2 separate regions of the Mus musculus genome follow, and region 2 is linked to region 1. Evidence: chromatin contacts called from public HiChIP or PLAC-seq data. All regions are on one chromosome and are shown on one strand. The core of a region is the stretch at or near the end of the contact, and the rest is flanking DNA. Distances in the headings are between cores, read along the strand shown. Region 1 has its middle 37 kb from the start of Adgrf1. Region 2 overlaps Adgrf5 (adhesion G protein-coupled receptor F5).

Region 1 (2,799 bases), core at 200-2,699:
CTGGGTTTGAACTCCCTCCGCAGGGAATTCAGCTGGAATTGAACTTGTGATTCTCCTGCCTCAGACTCCAGAATAGCATAGCGTGTGGTACAGATTACAGAAGGTGAAAGATGTGTCAAATCTGGACTCAAAAGACTGGGGAAGTGATTTAGCAGCCTACAACTGACTTGCTGCAGAACTTTTTAAAAAATAATTATTTATCAGCAAACATAATGTCATTTATTTTCTAGGTTTGTGGAGGGGGGTAACAAACAGCAAAGTAAGCAAAATTTGTGTTCTTATAGACTTCACTACTTATTCATTTGGCTACTTTTTTTTGTTTTGTTTTGTTTTGTTTTGTTTTGTTTTGTTTTGTTTTGTTGAGACAGAATCTCACTCTGTAGCCTCCCATGGCCTGGACCTCACCATGCAGCCATGGCTGACCCCAAGCTTGAAGAAACCTCTTTCTCTCGGCCTCCCGGTCCAGGATTATGAATGTGAACCTTCAGGCCTACCAAAGCTTATCTTTCAGGTGGGTCAACCGGGCATAACCAAACAGGCCAGCACATGGAAACAGACACAATGCCAAGGAGTGGATGGTCTGTGAAAACATGTTTGTAAAATGGGAGAAGAGTGTACCAGGATGCTTCAGCAGAGGGTAGAGGAGGATAATGCTAACTGCAGAGTGTTCTTTCAAGAAAGCTCAAAGGTAACAGCAATACATTTTAACCTATTGCCCACTAAAGAAATAGAATTCTCTCTCTCTCTCTCTCTCTCTCTCTCTCTCTCTCTCTCTCTCTCTCTTTCTCTCTCTCTCTCTCTCTCTCTCTCTCTCTCTGTGTGTGTGTGTGTGTGTGTGTGTGTGTGTGTGTGTGTGTGTATGTGTGTGTATAGTTCCAAATAACGAGAAAAAAAGAAACAAAGAATGAAAGGGAGAGAAAGAAGGAGGGGAGGAGAGAAGTAGAAGAAAGAGAAGGAGAAGGCAAAAGAGGAGAAGGACGACGACGAGGAGGGGAAGAAGAAACCTCTTTCTACAAGATAATCTTGGAGGCCCTGGGTCATGCCTTCAGCTGTTTGCTAAGGCTCTATATGCCAGTCTGCCAGTCTACCAGTCATTTTCTCTGCCGTTGTTCAGTGCTGCTCCCTCTGTGTTTCTGTTTATGCTTTTGTTTCTGCGGGGGAAATAGCTTGACTTTGTTAGCCAGTGAGTGATAAATGTAAACACTCCATAGGGAGTGGTAGCTGATGATCGAGTCCGTGGGTCACCTCTGTTCCACAGCATTCGGGGTTCAGCACAGGGATGGGGCTTGGGATACAAACAGTTTTGTTTTGGACGGACCTGTCCACCAAGCGGTAGGGACTTCCTGTTCAGGAAGCAAGCGTGCAACAATCAGGCCAGTGGAATCCCTCTGCCCAGACTGACAGAGAGCGAGCGCCACTGTGCAACCACATCCTGCCCCAGAAAACACCTGCCTGTAGCAACACTCTGACCAAGCTCTGGTCTGACTCTCAGATGAAAGCCAGCTGACTGAGGACTCAGCATTCCTCCTGAGAAGCAGACATGTTTTTATAATTGCAATTTGCTGGGCTTGTTGCTAAGGGGTTTCTATCAGAGCAAAGCTTGCTGAAGGCTATAAAATGTTTGACCTAGAGGGTGTAGGTCACTGCCTGCTGGGGTAAATGTCACGATGGGGAATTAGATGATAAAAAAAATTTTGTTTTAAATATTTTTTGGCCTGAGAGTCAAAAGCCCATCTCGATATGATTGAATGTTCTGCTGTTCCATATATTTTCTTCCTAAAACCTCTTTCTTCATATTGGCTAGTGTGTGTACGTGTGTGTGAGCGTGAGTGCACATGGATGTATATGGAGATTAAAGAATATCAGGAATCCGTTCTTTTTTTAAGCCTTGTTTTAGGGGCATCTCTTGTTTTTTTTTTCAGGGTTCTGGGGATCGAATTCAAGTAATCAAACCCATATGGCAAACATTCTCAATCACTGGACCATCTCAGTGCCCCTGACCCCAAACCTCTTATGGAATGTTTATAGAATCCCTTAATAACCAGGGGGCAAGATGGTCCCCGGCGAACCTCATTCCCTTCCTGGTGTCCATAGCTCATGTGGTCTCCTCATGCTGAATCAGGACTGACATGTGTGACCAAAGACACAGTACACGTGATAGAGTCTCGCTCCTGAGATCGGGTCAGAGAAGTACTGCATAGAGCTGCTGACTGGGCCGTTTAGATGGTTCACCCTCAGGAACTACCAGGCCACAGGGACCCTTGGCAGATCCATAAAGAGTCTCACTGTGACATCGCTCCGATCACTAAGCATGTAATGAAACAGTCCTGGAAGTCATTTCTCTGTTAAGCCTTTTGGTGACCATGACATGATAGCAATCTTACAGGAGTAAGCTCCCACCTAGAGAGGTCTCCCCTGAATTCTGGCCCTTGGTCTTGGTGGAGAGACAATGGTGATGTAATACACTAGATAAATTTGGTAGCCATTTGAGATCCAGTGAGAAAGAAGTAAACACAAATCCTCTTCTGAGGCTTCGGGATCTTGTAGAGGAGAAGTTTGAATTCTTGAGACAGAGTTCATACAGTGAATGTTAGATCATATTGCTCGAGGCAATGGCAAACATTTTTTTTTTTTTGGAGAATTCTTTCCTGTAATTAGCATTGGCTTTTTGACGTCCACTTTTGCCTTTATGAAATTCCAGAGCACTCACATGTAAAAGTCTTACACCATTGCCTTTAAGTCTGGCCTCATCAATGCCCTGGACGTGATGTTATTCTCCTTACAGTCTATAGCTGATGT
Region 2 (2,799 bases), core at 112-2,611, 190 kb before region 1:
GGCACATTTGTGAGATATTGTCTTGATTGTTAATTGATGTCAGAAGACCTAGCCTACTGTGGGTGGTACCATTTTATAGGTAGAGGGCCCAGAGCTACATGAGACAGTGGAAAGCTAAGTGAGAATTAGCAGCAAGAAGCAGGCAGTATAGATGAACTCATTCATCTCTGGTTTTGACTGTGGTTATGATATGTTTAGCTGCTTGAGCCTCTGCCTTTACTGCCACAAAATGACAGACTGTGACCTGCTATTTTAAGGCAGACAAACCCTTTCTTCAAAGCTAGAGAAGTTTAAAATTCTCTGAGCTCAGCCTTGAGGTAGGTAACCCAGTGATGTTAGAAGTCTTATCTGTGTAGGAAAAACCTAGTCATTTGGGGCCAGTACTGTTCACTGGGAAGAAGGTGCTGAGCTACACGACACAGCAGAATGTGAGACTGCCTGAAGAACAGACCTGAACCAGCAACCTCTTCTGGATTGCTCTTAGTGAATGGATGCCACCAAATGCTATCCGAATCATTTCTACTCAAGGGAGAAGCCCTCCTGAGAGGCCAAGGTGACACCCTATCCTCTGAATGCTGTTTGAATCCTCAGGTGGGTTTGCATGACTTCAAATCCTTACACCTAGGGTATACTCAGGTAAGCACACTGCCCACTGTGAATGGGAGTGACTCCATTTCCTCCTAAGTAGTTTCTTGGGTAAAGACTCCAGCAGCCCCAACCTACCGCTCTTTCCAGATCAGTCTTGTAGGACCTATAGAGGGCAGAAGACGTGTTCTTTAGGTCTTCTTGAAATCCTATGTTCAGTCTGACTTTGAGTTTTAAGGTAATGAATGCTGAAAAACACAAGGAAATATAAATGTCTCACCAGTGTTTGAAAACAGACAAGGCAGATAGACATTGGCTTTCAGTAAAGTTGGAAATGCATTCAAGAGCTCTTTAAAGAACAATTTCGTACCTTCTGGGAGCTGGCAGAAAGGTCCCTGGGGAGGAAGTCCTTTCAGACAACTGCAGTAGCCGCCTGGCAGGGCACTGTCATAGTCTTGACAAGTGAGAGAGTGGAGACACCTTTCCTCAGACCACTGGTAGCCTTTCTCACAGAAGCACAAGAGGTCATTTCCAGCAGGAGTGCAGACTGCCATAAACCAAAAGAGTAATGCAAGACAAGGTAGTCACCGCCCTAACATTTGCAGATTGCAAGTATCTATGCTGGTGGGAAATCCTAGCTCAGTACCAAATCGACCTTCTAGAAAGTTCAGTAGAATTGCATGAGATTCAAGGGAGCAGATATGGATCACTAAGCCATAGACGAGGTCACCAGAAAGGTGACAAGGTTGAGTGGCTGCAGGCTGTTAAGTCGTTTTTGATAGTCATGTTTTATATTACACGGCCACTAGATGTCTGTGATGATCTGCTCCCCTGACACCAAACAGTAGTGGTTCTCAACCTGTGGGTCGCAACCCTTTGGCAAACCCCTGTCTCCCAAAATATCCATGTTATGATTCATAACCTCAGCAAAATTACAGTTACAAAGTAGCAGTGAAAATAATGTTGGTGTTCATCACACTATGAGGAACTGTGTTAAAGGGTGGCAGCATTAGGAAGGTTGAGAACCACAGAGAGACTATTGAACATCTCTGCCTCTAGGAACACAGCCTTTTATAGTGCCTTCTCATAGAACATGGTAAAAATGATGGCATAATTTAGTATATATTCCTTTTATCTGTATGTTTATTTATCTGTCTATATCTATCTATCTATCTATCTATCTATCTATCTATCTATCTATCATATATCTCTCTCTCCCTTCCCTTTATCCCTCCCCCATTTTTCCTTTCCTTCCTCTCTTTTCCTCTGAGAAAGTTGGCTGCCTGGTACAAAGATATGTCAGGAAGAGAACTACATGGTAAGGAATTAAGGCCTCTAAATAATAACTATTTAGGAACAGTAGTCTGCAAAAAACCCTACCTGGTGAACTTGAAAATGACCCTTCCAGTCCATTAGAGCCTTCAGATCAAAGTTCCTAAGTTAGAACCACTCATCTAGGTGCTATTACAAGACTTCAGACCCCCAGAAACTTTAAGATAATACATGTCTATTGTTCCATAGTGCTAAGAGAGATTTGTTACATGGAAATAAATCATAAATACAGAATGCAAATAAATAGCCTTTCCATTTCAAGTTAAAAGAACAGTCCAAATGGACCCTGATCTCACTGGGGTCATTATAAAAGAAGAAAAACTGCTCTGCAAACAGAGACCCTTGAATCAGTTTCTCATTTTGGACCAAAGAGACTATTCTGCAGATGGGGCTCCTTAGGATGCTGCTCCTCAATGCAATGCCATCAAACAGTTGCCTCTGAAATAGGACAACCAAGTTACAGTGGTGCTTTCTAATTTGCAGAACTTTTTTATAGGACAAAGAGCAGCCTCAAGATGTGACACTGAGTCTCTGGGGATGGACCCATGAGACAAAGGAGAAAGGGTTTAGTTTTAGTAGGGAGTTCTCAAACACAAAGGCAAAGCATGACCTGGGAGAACGTTGCTTACTGTATTGCTTTGGATTTAGGTACACATCTTGTTCCTATTTCCCGATCTACAACACCCCAAAGGAAAGAAAGACATGACATACTGAGCTGTGCCCACACATTGTTCAGAGGGAAAGGAAGGGTTTGTAAATGTCTTATTGGTTGCTTTATGACAACCACCAAGAAAATCTTTGGTCATCTTTTAAAGTAAGGAATTTATGGCTAGTGAGTTCATGCTTTGACCACAAAGTCACACCGTGGTCCAGTTGGGCCAT

Evidence for each region. HiChIP or PLAC-seq counts read pairs in DNA pulled down with a chosen protein or histone mark.
Region 2: a contact with region 1 is called in an H3K27ac HiChIP or PLAC-seq map of large pre-B cells, with 3 times the contacts expected there. The contact joins two enhancer-like sites. A contact is called at or near these places in 1 of 115 datasets of contacts at active chromatin or transcription factors (large pre-B cells) and 2 of 9 other capture datasets (adipose tissue and pancreatic islet).

What each region holds. Positions count from the first base shown.
Region 1 is chr17:43,231,606-43,234,404 of GRCm38.p6, reverse strand. No RefSeq gene overlaps it. Among named protein-coding and RNA genes, the nearest start is that of Adgrf1, 37 kb to the left of the region's middle. Within about 2 kb of position 1,449, at least 69 of the 459 cell types and tissues checked have an H3K27ac peak or open chromatin away from gene starts, as enhancers often do.
Region 2 is chr17:43,422,748-43,425,546 of GRCm38.p6, reverse strand. Adgrf5 (adhesion G protein-coupled receptor F5) reads right to left here. Exons shown (of 21, transcript NM_001081178.1): 5 at 956-1,132; 6 at 724-833. Among named protein-coding and RNA genes, the nearest start is that of Gm25135, 30 kb to the left of the region's middle. Within about 2 kb of position 1,361, at least 1 of the 459 cell types and tissues checked has an H3K27ac peak or open chromatin away from gene starts, as enhancers often do.